3 separate regions of the Mus musculus genome follow, and all the other regions are linked to region 3. The links are chromatin contacts, called in public Hi-C and promoter capture Hi-C maps. All regions are on one chromosome and are shown on one strand. The core of a region is the stretch at or near the end of the contact, and the rest is flanking DNA. Distances in the headings are between cores, read along the strand shown. Region 1 holds the start of C920006O11Rik (RIKEN cDNA C920006O11 gene). Region 2 holds the start of Slc17a5 (solute carrier family 17 (anion/sugar transporter), member 5). Region 3 holds the start of Gsta2 (glutathione S-transferase, alpha 2 (Yc2)).

Region 1 (2,700 bases), core at 21-2,520, 170 kb after region 3:
TTGGAAATAAATACCAAATCGTGGCACTCCCATATGAAACTATGTTAGGAGGAAAGACTCCCACAAACCAAGAGGAGGCAGGAGACATACCAAGCACACCCTAAAGCTGCACACATCCGGGTAAGGGCTGCACACAGAGTTATGCAATGTTTTGTTTGCTTGTATCTGAAAATCTCCACAGGAAGCTGAAGAATAGAACAAAAGCAAAACTTGCACTCGCAGGCCAGGAAACAAGGCTTCCAACCGTGCAACGCAGGTACAGAAAATTCACCTAGAGGGTGTATAATCAATAAAACTGACAAAATTTACATTACTTCCCTTTGTCCTTATTACCTGTTATCCCTCGTAGAAACCAAGGGTAACTTAAAAGGGGTAATGAATCCCGTTAATTACATCTTAGTTCAAAGAAAAGTCCCTAACAGGAAGGATCTTATGGCTGACCCGGACCAGTAGTGATGCGAAGAGAAGGCGTATTGTCTGGCTAATTTGTGAAAATACGGTGGGCTGGGTACAGCTCCAGCGGCAGCTAATGCCCGTCTCACGAACTCCATGCGACCTCTACTGTTAGGACAGTGGAGCTTGTGCCTCGACGTCACGATGGCTTTCGGCCTTTCTGGAAAACAAACGAACCAAACTAAACCAAAAACCAAACAACAAACCGAACAAACAAAAAACCCGAACGCAGTACAGAGCGGTAAAGCAAAGTCCTATCTTCATCCCAATTTTCTGGACATAACTGAATGTTCAGGATTTGGGAGGAGTGTTTTATTATTGTTGTTGCGTTTTCCCTCGCGCATTAAAAAGATGCCACCATTTTAACACGTGAAAGAAAGGACAGAACCCTTAGCCTTGGTTTTCAGTGTGTCACTTTCACATTCCGATTCAGGGAAGCTGGGGGGCATTCGTTGTAAAGGTATTAGCCTAGCAGTGCACATTATAAAGTTCTTGGACTTTGAGAAACTCAGGATTTTCCAAATTTAGCTACAAAGGGCACGGGAAGCCAACGGAGGGCCGGGTGCATCACACTGTTCTAGGAATTAGCTTTTTACTCGCTTCGGTGTGTCACTTCGGCCACAGAGGGAGACAGACGATTACGGCCCACGGAAGGCCGCGTGAGTCTCGTGAAGCTGGAGATGCGCTGGGTCTACCTTTCGCCGTCCGCTCCGCCTTGGCAGAGGCGCCGACACGCACCGAAGGCAGAGAACCCATCTCGTATGGGACCGCACCGGACACGGGCGCCTGGGCCAGGAGCAGAGCCGGGCCGTAGAATAGACATGGCCGTCGGGGGCGGGGCTTCGGAAGGTTTAACCAATCCAAACTGTTGTATTTTGCATAGCCCCAAAGCATTTTGGTTAACAGTAAAAACATCCTAAATTTAAGTATTTTAATTTAAACTTAGAACGAAGCGAGTATAAAAAGGATTATTTAACCCTAAAACGGATTCAGGATTTGTTATAATATCAAGTACAGTCGGCTACATAAGGTCACCACATGTGTAAAGTTACAAAATTCTATGGCCTTATATACCTACCAAGAGCCTGCTTACTCTCGGATGTGAGGGCGATCTGGCTGCGACATCTGTCACCCCATTGATCGCCAGGGTTGATTCGGCTGATCTGGCTGGCTAGGCGGGTGTCCCCTTCCTCCCTCACCGCTCCATGTGCGTCCCTCCCGAAGCTGCGCGCTCGGTCGAAGAGGACGACCTTCCCCGAATAGAGGAGGACCGGTCTTCGGTCAAGGGTATACGAGTAGCTGCGCTCCCCTGCTAGAACCTCCAAACAAGCTCTCAAGGTCCATTGTAGGAGAACGTAGGGTAGTCAAGCTTCCAAGACTCCAGACACATCCAAATGAGGCGCTGCATGTGGCAGTCTGCCTTTCTTTTGTAGTTCCTGCAATTTAATTTTCGTTTAAAACTTTATTTTATTCTTTAACTTAAAAAAAATATATATTTTTATTTTTTTAATTGGGTATTTATTTCATTTACATTTCCAATGCTATCCTATCCCAAAAGTCCCCCACACGCTTTCCCACCCACTCCCACTTCTTGGCCCTGTCATTCCCCTGTACTGAGGCATATAAAGTTTGCACGACCAAAGGGCCTCTCTTTCCACTGATGGCCGACTATGCAGCTAGAGACAGGAAAAAAATTTTTTTTTAATTAAAAATTTTTTAAATCTTTAAAAATTCTGTTATGTTAATAGATGTAAATAGAGATGTAAATATGTTTAAAAGGTGTGTGTGTGAGAGAGAGAGAGAGAATATGAGTTCAGGTGAAGGTTCCAAGCAGTCGTAACAAAGATTCTGTCTGGGAACAGTTCTACCCCACCTCTCTCTTTCTTCCTTCCTTCCTTCCTTCCTTCCTTCCTTCCTTCCTTCCTTCTTCCTTCCTCTCTCTCTCTCTCTCTCTCTCTCTTGTTTTAAACATTTATTTAGTTACTTGTTTGTTTGTTTCAGGTTTCCTCTGTGTGGCCCTAGCTGTTCAGGGACTTTCTCTGTAGACCAGGGTAGCATTGAATTTAGAGATCTGCCTGCCTCCCAAACTCTGGAAATAAGAGCATGAGCCTATTTACCAGTCCCTGCTTAAATTTATTTATTTAAAAAAATGTTATTAGGACAAATGCTATTACACTCGAAAAGGCAAACACCCAGGACAGGTAGGCTGTAACTTTAAGCTGCTGAAGGAGGAAAATGGAGAAGGTA
Region 2 (2,700 bases), core at 17-2,516, 240 kb before region 3:
GAGGCTAATGAAATCTGAAGCCGTCTGTTGGAGGAGTTCAGGGGTGGGGGGGTGGGTACAAGGGGATGAGTTAGGGAAGCTGGGTTTGTTTGTTTGTTTGTTTTTGTTTTTTTGAGACAGGGTTTCTCTGTGTAGCCCTGGCTGTCCTAGAACTCACTCTGTAGACCAGGCTGGCCTCGAACTCAGAAATCTGCCTGCCTCTGCCTCCCGAGTGCTGGGATTAAAGGTGTCGCCACCACGCCCGGCTTGAAGCTGATCTTTTTGTTCTAATCAAACCTTCAAACAAATTGAAATCCACTCACATGGAGGACAAGCAAACTGACACATCAAATTAACCACACCAGAAGTGCTGTTTGTACATACATTTTATAAGAATTTGCCAGGCGGGTATGCACAAACTCAAGGGCTTTATCTCTACAGCTGTCTTTTTGAAAACTTGCCCATCAGCATTTACTGGCCCAAGAGTTAGGGATATCTTTAGTAAATCTCAGTCAGCCCTTCTTCTAGACAGGGGCCTCACCTGACTTTCTGAGCCTCTGCTCTTCCTTGGTCTGCGTGGAAATCTCTAAGGGCGTCTACCACATCTGTCTTTTCCATCGGTCTGCAGATATGGCTTTTATTACTCAGAGGCCCGATGGCCCCACCAAGGCTGACTGAAGCATTTTCCTAGTTCCTCTTTCTTAGAGTCAGCAGTAGGGAAAATCTGTCCAAATTAGATTTACAGAGAAAACTCCCCCACGCTCATACATCACGTGGCCTGCCCGCTGGGGATGTAGGTCAATGGTATGTATCAGCGTTAGTCTAATATGTGTGAGGCCCTGGGTACAATCAACAGTATCTTCCTAAAGAGAAAAGGCAGCTGCCTACATTGGGGTTCACCTCTGAAACAGTCAATTTCGTCGGACAAAACATGATTTCCTTTGCTACTTTTCAAAAGCCATATGCTGTCACAAAACGGACAAAGACTGAAAACTATTATAGACATTTAGAAGGCAAATAGTCCCTGCCCATTTCCCTAGCTCCCTATCACTGCGAGATGCAAACCCCATCGCCGCCTTCAGGCTGTCCAATGCCCGGGCTTTTACTAGTGTAACAGAGTCCTGGGCTCCCTACCGCTGGTGACACACATCTTGCACAGCGCAAACGCCACGCCCAACCCAACCCTGCCCACAGCGGGAAATTGCCCGAAACTAAAATGGCGCCTTAGGAACAGGCAACCAGATATGGGCGTGTCCTGGGGCGGGGCAATATCCTGCCCCGCCCAGCCAGCACGGCGAAGGGCTGTCCTGCCGAGAGCTAGGTTGGCCAAGCAACGACGCCGGCACATCTGCTCTCCAGGCGTTATGAGGCCCCTGCTTCGGGGTCCGGCGGGAAACGACGATGAGGAGAGCTCGGACAGCACCCCGCTCCTGCCGGGCGCCCGGCAGACCGAAGCGGGTGAGCTGCGGGACCACCGAGTGATTGCTAGTGGCAGCGTTCCTGGCGGGCGGGTGGTTCCCGGCCGTGGGCGCCTTGAAGGAGTGGCTGCGGGGTCGGGGGGACAGGTAGCCGCTGTAGTGCTGTGGGTCGGGACGGAGGTGCCTGTGGCGCTGGCGGGACTGAAGCAATTCAGGGTCGGAGGGGTACCCGATCCGAGTCAATAAGCAAAGGGGCCAAAGTGCTTCTTGCTCCCCTCCAGCGGCCGCCAGGTTTCCGCTTATGCCGGCCTGTAAACATGTGATCTGGTAGCGCCTTGTTGGGGAGGAGAGACAAAAACAAAACAACAACAAAGAAGAGTTAACAGCTGTTGAGTGTGCGGGGGACAGTTGCATAATCCCGCGAATATCTTGTGCTGTAAGACACCAAAATATTGCAGACATTTCTATTTTTTCCTTGTCTATCAGACTGCAATTTAAGTTAGGAAACAGGTTATTCTCAAGATAAGATATCTTTAGCACTCTAAGACAATATGCCGTACTAGAGGTCTTGCAGGTGCTACTTCAAAAAGCATCTTCATTGCGGGGGGGGGGGGGGGGGGCGCATGTTGCACAGAGGTATAGTCCTTGCCTGACAAGGTTCTAGTCTCCATACCCACCATCCCCCAAAACACAAGTATGTGTCTTCACTGGATTTCGCTACACTTTTGTAATGTAGCTTCCTGAAGCTACAGAAAACTAAAGGACAAATCGGCTTGGACACATTCAAGGATATAGGTGTGAGAAAGAATTGAACTGGAAATTTGCCTTTGTTGGCCCGGAACAGTCTTCTGTCGGTATGTCTTTTGTTGACATTACCAAAGAATTCTTTCGTAACTGTTTTAACCATCCTTCCCACTTGTGTGGGTAACTACCCTACTTTCTGACTTTATTCAGACTACTTCTGTTGGCTTTTGGGTGATCTGTTTTGGTTTTGTTTTTATTTTTAGAATAGTTTGTTAGGGAACTGGAAAGATGGCTCAGCAGTTAGAGCACTGGTTGCTCTTCCAGGGGACGAGGGTTCAGTTCCCAGCACCCACATGGAAGCTTACAACCATCCATAACTCCAGCTCAAGAGAGCCAACACCCTCCCTACTCAGACACACCTGTGGTACACAGACATACATACAGGCAAACATTCGTACATAGAACAGATTTTTTTTTTAAAATCTAAAATAGAATGTTTTATTTTGAAAAGTGTAAGGCATCAGTAGGTCAAACCTAGGACTTGCATTTTTTTGGTTGG
Region 3 (2,700 bases), core at 165-2,664:
ATTAGCAGTGGACACCAAGATAAAAAGAGGCCAGCCCTCCTTTCTGGTAGGGTATACAGCCTTAGGCATGTGACAGGCATCTCGGAGGCCAGCCAGATCATCAGGTAATGATTAATAACCAAGACCCATGAACCATGGATTAACTAAAATCATGAATCAGCTTGTGGGTGTGTGAGTGAGGTCAGCGAGAATGACCTTGTTGTGGATAAGAGCCCTGTCTGAACTTGGCAGGAAGGATCAGTAATTCTCACTAGCTTGGAAATGACATTGCTAATGGTGACAAAGCAACTTTCCCACAGGAGTAACTGCAGGGACTCACAGGCTGCACTGAGACCTAGAGCAGGCTGGACAGAATGTGACTGGTCACCAGATAAAGTTAAGTGTGAGCTGTGTCCGTCTTCTCTGCCCTCTGGCTCTTGAGTTTTTTAAATCAAAACAGGGCAAAGATTAAGACAGATATCATGCTATTTGCAGGATTTTAATATTAACATGCTTCATCAGATAAAACAAGCAGGGAGCAGTGTGACCTGTTGTGTTTAACTTAGCCTTGAATTTGAGACAATGCATTAATTCTGCAATTTAAGGCTCCTTAAAAAACCATCTCCCTAATTCAGCAGTTTAAAGTCAAACTTTGTTATGAGAGCTGAGAGTTCTGTGGGGTGACTCAGGTAAGGATGGTCATACTGTTTGAGACTCTCAAGTGGTTTTCCCTTCTTTCCTTCCTATCCCTCGATTCCACGTGTGTGTGTGTGTGTGTGTGTGTGTGTAAGAGAGAGAGACAAGAAAGAAAGAAAGGAAGAAAGAAAGAAAGAAAGAAAGAAAGAAGGAAAGAAAGGAAGAGAAAGAAAAGAAGGAGGAGGAGAAGAAGAAAAGAAGAAGAAGAAGATGATGATGAAGAAGAAGAAGAAGAAGAAGAAGAAGAAGAAGAAGAAGAAGAAGAAGAAGAAGAAGAAGAAGAAGAAAAGGAAGAAAGGGAAGAAGAAGGAGAAGGAGAAGGAGAAGGAGAAGGAGCAGGAGCAGGAGAAGGAGAAGGAGAAGGAGAAGGAGAAGGAGAAGGAGAAGGAGAAGAGAAGGAGAAGGAGAAGGAGAAGGAGAAGGAGAAGGAGAAGGAGAAGGAGAAGGAGAAGGAGAAGGAGAAGGAGAAGGAGAAGAGTTCCTATAGAGTTCTTTATAGACGCATGTATGAGGATCATTTACAGGCTCAGAGGAACCTTATCAGGAACTGGCTATATTAGAGGACTCTAAATTTTCAGGAAGGGGTGGGGATTCATTAGTCCCTCTTCCTGATTTGTCACCTTTCTAGTCTATCATGAAACTCTGGTATCTTGGACTCTATGTGTGTCTATGGGAGGGGCTGATCCCTATTGGTCCCTATACTGGGTAAGAATTGTTGCCTTACTAAAGTAGCGTGCACACTCCTCTGGAGCTGGATTGGGAGCTGAGTGGAGAAGAAGCCAGGACTCTCACTAGGTCAGTGTTCTCTCTTATAACCTGTGGAACCTGTTCCCAGGTCTGCAGCACTGCAAACTAGTTTTTCAGCGTTTTATTTAGTTAGCATGCACTGATTGCATAAGATAATTGGATTTATTATGTAATCCTCACCCATGTATATAATAGGCTCTGCTCATATTCAATGTCCATTACGATTGATTTACCTGCATTTGGTTCTGGTTCATATGCATTGCTTTGAGACTGAACATCCAGTAGCCACCTATTGCTCCCCCTCTATTCCTTCTTCGGTTCTCCCTCCCTCCAGGTCCCTTCCTCCCTCCATCTCTCCCTCCTCCAGTCTCCCGTCCTCCTCTTCTATCCTTTCTTCTTCCCTTCTGTTCCTTCCTCCTCTCCTTCTCCTCTTTTTTCCCCTTCTACTTCTGTCTGTCCCCTCCTTCCTGCCCCTCCTTCAGTGTCACTGAGCCAAAGGGTGGGGTTTAACAGATTTGCAGGGGAATCTAAGGGCATGGGATTTAGGATATCGAGGAGTGGGTCTGTCCTGCCCTCTCAGGAAAAATGAAGATCAACAATGTTCTTCTCCTGAACTGCATCCCCAAACCCACAGAGAACTTGCAGATTCCTCTCTCTTAAGAAGTGAAATTCACCACAGACCGTCCCGGGTCCCCTCCGAAACCAGGTTCCCAGCTCGGTTTTCTAGGTCATTTGTGTCTGTCATGTGTTCCCATTGCCTTGATCATTCTGTTGAACAGAGTAGCAGGTTTCATACTTAGGATTTCTACTTTATTACTAGTTTATTATCTAAATACCCAACACAATTTGTATTTTTAAATGGTGAGCCAGAGCAAGGAAGTAGGAAAAAGAAAGTGTGAATCTTGAACCATCTGAGGACCCTGGCTATACCAGGGTTTCCATCCAATACCAGGAAAGAGGCCGTCTACTTATTTCCTTTAGAAACTAAAGAGTATGTAAGAAGATACAGCAGGAATAAAGTCCTTCTGTAGAACGAGGCTGAATGCAAGCTCCGACACTCAGCAGTTATGTGGCCAGTCCTGTACTGAGATTCAAGGCAGTCACAAACATGGAGAAGGCTCTAGGACTCTTGGGTAGCATGCAGCTCTAACTCTGGGAGGTTAGAGAGAGCCACACAGCTCAGCATGGATGTCATGTATAAGGCACTCGTCACCAAGAAGGCTGCAAGGCAGTAGCCTGACCAATGTTGTGCACTGACTGCAGTGTGGGGAGGATGGA

The links. Hi-C and Micro-C count contacts between places; a contact is called where the count stands out from the background. Capture Hi-C pulls out chosen DNA fragments and counts their contacts.
Region 1: a contact with region 3 is called in a Hi-C map of liver, with 2.1 times the contacts expected there. The contact joins the promoter of C920006O11Rik here to the promoter of Gsta2 in region 3. A contact is called at or near these places in 3 of 484 Hi-C or Micro-C datasets (embryonic stem cells and liver), 3 of 115 datasets of contacts at active chromatin or transcription factors (all in embryonic stem cells) and 1 of 9 other capture datasets (liver).
Region 2: a promoter capture Hi-C map of liver shows a contact between it and region 3. The contact joins the promoter of Slc17a5 here to the promoter of Gsta2 in region 3. A contact is called at or near these places in 3 of 39 promoter capture datasets (the HPC-7 cell line, cranial neural crest and neural stem cells), 1 of 115 datasets of contacts at active chromatin or transcription factors (bone marrow-derived macrophages) and 1 of 9 other capture datasets (liver).

Annotation. Positions count from the first base shown.
Region 1 is chr9:78,174,484-78,177,183 of GRCm38.p6, reverse strand. It overlaps C920006O11Rik (RIKEN cDNA C920006O11 gene), which reads right to left and starts at 1,270. Exons shown (of 4, transcript NR_040401.1): 1 at 1,149-1,270; 2 at 442-613; 3 at 91-185. Rn7sk (RNA, 7SK, nuclear) reads left to right here and starts at 1,551; the gene lies at 1,551-1,882.
Region 2 is chr9:78,586,611-78,589,310 of GRCm38.p6, reverse strand. Slc17a5 (solute carrier family 17 (anion/sugar transporter), member 5) reads left to right here and starts at 1,266. Exons shown (of 11, transcript NM_172773.3): 1 at 1,266-1,437. The coding sequence starts at 1,344.
Region 3 is chr9:78,345,859-78,348,558 of GRCm38.p6, reverse strand. It overlaps Gsta2 (glutathione S-transferase, alpha 2 (Yc2)), which reads left to right and starts at 1,414. Exons shown (of 7, transcript NM_008182.3): 1 at 1,414-1,470.